Regions from separate parts of the Mus musculus genome. Here region 2 is linked to region 1. Evidence: chromatin contacts called from public promoter capture Hi-C data. All regions are on one chromosome and are shown on one strand. Each heading gives the region's core, a stretch centred on a gene start, on an enhancer-like site or on the middle of the called end of the contact. The rest is flanking DNA. Distances are from core to core; before and after follow the strand shown. Region 1 holds the start of Rab23 (RAB23, member RAS oncogene family). Region 2 overlaps Phf3 (PHD finger protein 3).

What was found. Promoter capture Hi-C pulls out the DNA fragments that hold promoters and counts their contacts.
Region 2: a contact with region 1 is called in a promoter capture Hi-C map of pre-B cells, with 9 times the contacts expected there. The contact joins the enhancer-like site here to the promoter of Rab23 in region 1. A contact is called at or near these places in 5 of 39 promoter capture datasets (cranial neural crest, liver, pre-B cells and 2 more) and 1 of 115 datasets of contacts at active chromatin or transcription factors (large pre-B cells).

Annotation. Positions count from the first base shown.
Region 1 is chr1:33,717,866-33,721,721 of GRCm38.p6, forward strand. It overlaps Rab23 (RAB23, member RAS oncogene family), which reads left to right and starts at 2,031. Exons shown (of 8, transcript NM_008999.4): 1 at 2,031-2,308; 2 at 3,743-3,834. Gm32229 (predicted gene, 32229) reads right to left here and starts at 1,981. Exons shown (of 4, transcript NR_157041.1): 1 at 1,915-1,981.
Region 2 is chr1:30,846,018-30,849,873 of GRCm38.p6, forward strand. The region is part of intron 1 of Phf3 (PHD finger protein 3); the gene reads right to left. Among named protein-coding and RNA genes, the nearest start is that of Phf3, 15 kb to the right of the region's middle. Within about 2 kb of position 1,859, at least 12 of the 459 cell types and tissues checked have an H3K27ac peak or open chromatin away from gene starts, as enhancers often do.

The DNA of each region.
Region 1 (3,856 bases), core at 781-3,280:
TGAAGGAAATCTGAAACCATGACTCAAGACCCTAGCACTCTAATGCCCACAATTCTGATTAAGATGTGCTTGAAGGGCTGGTGAGATGGCTCAGTGGGTAAGAGCACCCGACTGCTCTTCCAAAGGTCCAGAGTTCAAATCCCAGCAACCACATGGTGGCTCACAACCATCCGTAATGAGATCTGACTCCCTCTTCTGGAGTGTGTGAAGACAGCTACAGTGTATTTACATAAAATAATAAATAAATCTTTAAAAAAAAAAAAAAAAAAAAAAAGATGTGCTTGAAGCAACAAGTGGTTCATATAGACCCTCTTAGCTATGGCTAATGTAGGTTTTCAAATTTTCATTTTAAAATGCTCTTGACAGTCGGGCAGTGGTGGTGCACGCCTTTAATCCCAGCACTTGGGAGGCAGAGGCAGGCAGATTTCTGAGTTCGAGGCCAGCCTGGTCTACAGAGTGAGTTCCAGGATACCTAGGGCTACACAGAGAAACCCTGTCTCGAAAAACTAACTAACTAAATAAATAAATAAAATAATTTTAGAAAATGCTCTTGACTTGTAGGTCCCTACTCTTGTGTAGCTCGGCTGCTAATTGTGGGTCATATCCTAGGACCAGGCTTTTTTTCCCCCATCTGCTATGACTGCACAAAACCTTTAAGTCAGAGAACTTAAAAAAAAAAAAAAAAGATTTATTTTATGTGTGAGAGTACACTGTCACTGTCTTCAGACACACCAGAAGAGAGTTTCAGATCCCATTACAGATGGTTGTGAGCCACCACGTGGTTGCTGGGAATTGAACTCAGGACTTCTGGAAGAAGAGTCAGTACTCTTAACCACTGAGCCATCTCTCCAGCTCCACTCAGAGAACTTTCAGTGTCAAGAGTTTTGAGCAACAACGGAAATGAACTGAACGCTTGGCATGATGACACAGCCTTGTAATTTCAGCACTGAAGAGATTGACACAGCAGGGTGGTGAGTTGAAATTCAGCCTTAGCTGCACTTGGCCAGTCTTGGATAAATAACCAGACTTTGCCTTGAAAAACAAAAACCAAACGCCAAGCCAAACAAAAACAAAAAAACAAACCCCAAACTAAAAAGGAAGGAGAAAACAATGGGTTTGGCATGCAGTGTGTGCTTTTGTGTACAGCACTTTGTTTTAACCTTAAGCTTCTGTCATTGTGTGTTGTTAATGCTTACAGCTGCAGAGGCTCCTTTTCATGGCTGTGTAGTGGTTCCATTACACAACGGAGAGGTATTAGTTCATTGACATCTTTTGGGTTATTTCCATTTGGAGAGTATTAGGACAGATGCAGCTATGGGTGTCCTGACATCTGTTTGCCTGTATATCATAAGGACAGTTCCTATCAGCTGTGTGACCAAGGAATGGGTGGATCACAGGGTGCACAAATGTAACAAACTCTCCTTCTCGTTCAAAGGAGTTGCTCCAGCACACAAATTCAGCTAATTCACATTCTTTTCAACACTTGGTATTTTATATCACCCTCCCCTGTTTTATTTTGATGCATACAGAAACAACCAACGTTTATGTATTTTGAGACATAGTTTATTGTAGTTCAGGCTGGCCTTGAAATCCTGATCTTCATGCCACACCATCTTTCCAAGTACTAGGATCACACACGTGTGTTTCCACGCCGCGTTTGAAGCGAGTTTGCTTTTTTGCAGGACCTTTTTAAATTTGTGGGTTAGTTTTCTGAGTTGTTAGCCATCACGGTCTTCTATTTTGTTCAGTCATACCCTGCAAACAAATTATTTGTCTTCATTCATCACTTTTTTTTTCACACTTCAGTGCTACCACGTGAGTCTCAGGTGGTGACAGACTTCTGAGGCCCCCGGATACCTGACCCTGTGTAGGGAAACAAGGCACACCTTCAGTAGGTTAGCACATCCTGCTCACCTTGGTCTCCTTGGGTACCAAGGCCTGATGCTGTGCAAACCCAGCCCGCGCCTTCCCTGCCAGCGCAGGGCGGGGCCGGTGCTGAGCATGCGCAGACCAGGTGGCGCATGCTCCTCAGCGCGGCGGGCGGGAGTCCGGCGCGCCCTCCATCCCCGGCGGCGTCGGCAAGGAGTAGCTCGGTGAACCCGGATACTAATAAAGTTCGCTAGAGACTCATAATCGTTCTGAAAGAGCGGAGCGGGTACGAGGCGTCCGCGGGGAGGAGCCGGGCTCGGTGCTGCGGGCTGTGCGTTCCGGGCTCGGTGTTGCGGACTGTGCGTTCCGGGCTCAGCGCTGCGGGTTGTGCGTTCCGGGCTGCGGGCTCCGCGCTGAGGGTTCCGGGCTGCGGGCAGAGGTGAGTGCGGCCTGCGCGGCCTCGGCTCGGGGCTGCGGTGCCGCCGGGATGTCGCTGTGGGCGCGGACGGCGGCTGCGGGCGGCGCTCTGCTCTCGCGTCCTCGTGGGGACCGCTCCGCGCCGACGACCCCGGCCGCGGCTCGCTCACCAACCGCCGTGGCTTCCCAGGAGCGGGAACCCGAGAGTGGGAGAACTTGATGCGGGTGCGGCGCGGCGCGGGACGCACAGGGCTGCGCGACTCCGCCTGGGACGATCCCAGTGCCTTCTGTAACGGGCGGGTTGCTGTAGGAAAAAACAAACCCGGCAAGCCTTTCTTTAGCAAGTTGACCCATCCTTTCCTTTGCCTACGCGAGAGTCTGCATTGGTTGCCAAGGGATTTGAAACCGAGAAGAGAGGACATTGATAATTACTGTCGGTTTTTAATTATATGTAGCATTGTGCTTTTCAAAGAACATACTTATTTTTTGCATTTTTTTTTTCTTAAAAGCATGTGTGATTTGGGATAGGCTCTCCCTGTGATGGCATGGCTGGCTTGGAACTTGTGTAGACAGGCTGGCCTCAAACTCAGAGCCTCTTCCCCCTGAAGGCTGGGATGCAGTGTTGTAACTAGTTTCTGAGAATCTTAACAGTAATTCCCGACGCTACGATCTGCTTTCACATCTTTGTTTAAATTTTATTTTTTAACTTCCATATGGTAAAAAAAAAAACCCAAATAACCATTTGGAGAGTTTTAGATTCATATATCTGGTCAGGATATGAAACCAGTCCTGCTACCTGTTAAAACCTCATGTTGTCTCTTTATATCTTACCTCTTATTCCTGATTCCTAGAAATCACTGTTTTCAGAATGCCATTTTAGTGTAACAGTTTGAGATGTTGATAACTGTCTTCCATGACTATATATAAACACCTTTGAGATTCAAGATGCGGCCCTGTTGGTTATTGGGGGGACAGGCTCTTCATATCTTTTTGAGACAAGATCTCAGGTGGTCCAGGCTAGCCTCAGACTTGCTCCAGTAGCAAGGATAATCATGACCTTAGGATTCTTCTGCCTCTACCTCCCTAGTGCTGGGATGACAGACATGTGCCGTCATGCCAGGTGTGTGTGTGTGTGTGTGTGTGTGTGCGCCGCGGGCTGCTAGGCATGGCGTCCGGGGCCTTGTGGAGCTAGACAAACAGTGTACCAATTAAGCCACATTATCTGTTCCACAGTTTCCTGTGTGGATAGCCCTTTTCTCCTTCTACTCCCTGTTTAATTAGGTAGATGTGCTAAACATAGCCAATTATATTATCCGCCCACTGAAGGGCATTTGGGGAGTTTTCAGTTTTATATGATTATGAATTGAGTTGTTATAGGTCTGGGGAGATGGCTTATTTTGTTGTTGATACTATTGAGGGTTTTTTGTTTTGTTTTGTTTTTGAACGTTAATTGTAGGGTGAAGAATTGTTTAGATTGAGAAGAGGAAGTCGACTTCCCAAAACTGAGCCAGTGTGAAACACAAGCTGGATGAACACGGTCAGATCTTGGTAAGGAGTGTAGGTTTGTATT
Region 2 (3,856 bases), core at 609-3,108, 2.9 Mb before region 1:
ACGAACATAAGCAACTCCTAAAAGTTTTTCTCTGACTTCCGTATCTCCATATGCTCAACATGGCACAAGCAGGCACATGCATGTGCAAGCATTCATGCACACACAATAAAAATGTTTATATATATCGACATTTTTTAAAGTCAATGTCAATTATTTAGCAAAATTCAGGGGAATAATACATGAAGCCAGAATACACTAAAATCATACCTTAAATAAAATATCAGTTATATAATCCCTTATATACATTTTTAAAAAGATTTATTTTTAATTTTGTGTATGTATGTGTGAGGGTATTTGTTCATGCAAGTGTGGGTGTCCTCAGAAGCAAGACCGGCTTCAGCTGCCTGGAGCTGGAGTTACAGGCACTTATAAGCTGGGAACTGTACTCAGGTGCTCCTATGAGCAAGCAAGTGTTCTTAGTTGCTAAGCTAGCTCTCTGCTCCCCACACAGCAGCTTTAATGTCTTTTTAACCTGAGGGAGTATCTGTAACTAGACAATCAATGACCTAGAAGAAAAACTTCTTTTACCTTCCCCGCAAATCTAAATCAAAATGAATGTTACCAATATTCACTCCAAGGAACACCCGCACCATTGGGGGAGCAGTCCCAGCCACACCATGTCCTGGAGAAACACTAAGAACCAAGACTCCTAAAGGAGAAAAATTGATGCCTAAGAACATGTTTGCCTCCATACTGCATTATTAACACAGTGCTCTCTAGATTTTAAAATTTTATTATAAACAGTAAGATTGTTTGCACTAATAGAATGGGAAATGACTTTTAAGATATACCACAGCAAGTTTTAATTCACAGCAAGGGCTTTAAAGAAATTATTACATTTAAGGATGAATTAAGCATTTTTATTTTACAAAGCAAGCTTAATGTTTTACAAATGAGACTGGTATTACAAACACAATGGCATCTTCCATTATGAAAAGATCTAAGCAGTAAGTCATATTAGTCCCTTCCATAAAGATGATATTTTAGTAATCCATAGCAAACACTGTATACCAGTGGATGTCTAAACCTCCAACAGTCTGTGGGGTAGAAGTAGAACTATCAGGAATTCAGTATCACTAGGCTATTTAGTAAATTTAAGGACATCCTGTACTATATGAGACCCTGACTAAAAAACAAGTGGAGAGTAACCAAGGAAGATACCTGACATGGACCTCTGGTCTATTCACGCACGCACGCACTCACGCACGCACTCACTCACGCACGCACACACTCACTCACGCACGCACGCACACCTGCACACTGACACTTCCACAAAGAAGGAAGCCTCAAGTAAGCAAGCAGTAATGTTGACACACATCTACAAGGTTAAACATTACAATAATTCACTTTCTCCCTAAGTCAGAACAAATGAAGATAAATGCTTATGATCCATGAAAGAGGTGAAAACCGGAACCTGCATAAAAGCCTTAGACAAGTGAAGCAGGGTCAACTCAGAAATTAGCCAAGTACTTCACTCACCTTGAATGACGCGGGAGTGGGAAGAGGCAGAGCACAAATAAGTGGCAGGCAAGCTTGAAGCTACCAGTGACTGCTCAAGACCACTCAGCCAATCTTGTAACTGGGTGCATGTCCCTCACAGAGACTACATTTCCCAACCTACCTTCCTACGGATGTGACAATTACTCTCTAGACTGTGAAGCCCAAGACCCACAATGTTAAATGGAGTTATTTCCACTCTCAGGTGAACCTGGCACTACTAAAACTGTGGTCAAATATTCTGAGTCCACATAACCCAGTAAGTCAGCTGGAACTTTGGAGGAACTCCACAACAGCAACAGACACAGGAAAGAACAAAGGCTGCAAGATGTTGTTTCTGGTGGAGTCAGTAGGAAAGTGGGGAATGTCTAACTTTTTGAAATGTAAAATCCAGGTCATCAACAAGGCTTTCCTTCTTTAGAAACAGAACCTGCCACTACAAAGAAATTGCAAACCCAACTAGGTACATGAAACCACAGAACAGAGAAAATGAGCAGGGACAAGACCCAGACAAGAATCCCCTGCAAGTTGCTGGAGTCCCCACACCACTCCATCTTTACTCAGGGCTCTACTCAGCGTCCTTCAAACCTAACAAAGGACTTAAAGATCTTTATCACTCATTGCTCTTCTTGACAGAAAAACGTTAATAATTATGGAGTCAATTAGACCAACATAAAAGCAAGTTCAGAAAAACACTTCATGAATTCTTCACATAAAAAAGCAAGTAAGGACAGAAATAGCTCAGCATATAAAAACATTTAACATGCAAGCATGACAGAGTTCCATGAACAGAAACCACCAAAAGGCTTTAGGAGAAAACGGACTACACCAAGTCACAACCACGTCCTGCACACCGTGGTACTCACACCCACGTCACACACACTCACAACCACAAGGATAACAAACAATTGTAAAATTTAAAACAAGAGCATCATAGACTAGGTGCTACTCTATTCAAAAATGCCCTTCGCCCACACTCACAGACACAAGTTCCACATTCTTTTGCTGTTTTTCACTGGAGAGAAGTTTTATTTGGAAAACGAGTTGTTTGTTTTTTAAATTGTGAAACCCATGCTGACCTCTAGGTTCCAGCAATCCTCCTGCCTCAGCCAGAGTACAAGCACCAAGTTCAGTGCCTATAAATTTTTTATCTTTATTATATTTACTTCATGTCTATGTGTGGCATGCAAGTAAAGGTCAAGGACCACTGATGGGAGTTGTTTCTCTCCTCTACCATGTGTGCTCCGTGATCTCAGGTAATCAGGCTTGCCAGTGATTACCCACGAGCCATCTCACTGGCCCTCACAATCCTAATATATTCCATGTTAACATGTATAAATACAAAATTACCAAACAAGTAACTTAGAATATTCTCTTTTAATTATGCTAGGAGCTCTGAATATGTTAAATATCAATGTTTAAAGCAGTATATGCAAGTATGATAAGATTATTTAAATTCTAAGTTGAGAATACAGAGTATAAAAATAAATTTGGGAGTTTGAGATAGCTCAGTGGTAAGGATCATCCAGTGCTCTTCCTGAGGCCCAAGTTCAACTCCTAGTTACAACAGGTGCCGAACAACCACTTACAACTCCAGGTCCAGGAAGATCTAACAGCTATGACTGCTGCAGGTAGCTGCAGGAACATGCAGATACCTATATGCACACATGTGTAAATGCACAAAAAAAAAGGGGGGGGGGGGATGAAACTAAAGCCAAGTACTGCGGTGCTAGTATCTGGAAGGCAGATGCAGGAGGGTTGTGGTCCCAGTAACCATACTTTCGACTAAAAGAGTAAAGCTGTCAAATATAATCATTGTATATATCACAATTTCAGTATGCTCTAATAGGCTCTTGTCCACACAGGGGACCCTCTTCTTTTCACATTTTATTATTGGAGTTGCCGTCTCATATAGATACACAACCACACCAGGAAGATGCTTCATCCTGATCTTCAGAGTGGTTACAAGAAATCAGCTTTATTAGAAAAAAGAGGGCCTGCAACAATTTAGCATTCAACAATGTCATCATTTTAGATACCCTCAGACTTGAAACAACTTCTTTGTAAATGACTTTATCCAGTTTGCGTCTTCTACTACCGCAACACATTTACACAAAGATTAAGTCGGTAACAAAGCATGAGAACTTGAGAGAGGGATGGACAACAAAGCACGGTATGAACACAGAAGCTTCAGCTGAGAAATCTTCTAGGAAGACGCTCCAACTAAATAGATAAAGACCGAAAAGCGGAGTATGAGGATAAGACCAAGGCATAAGGACTCCAGAAGCAGCAGGCAGCACTGTGGAGAAGATGGTAGCAAGGACTCTATAATGCCGCGTAACCTTGAAGAAAGCCCCAA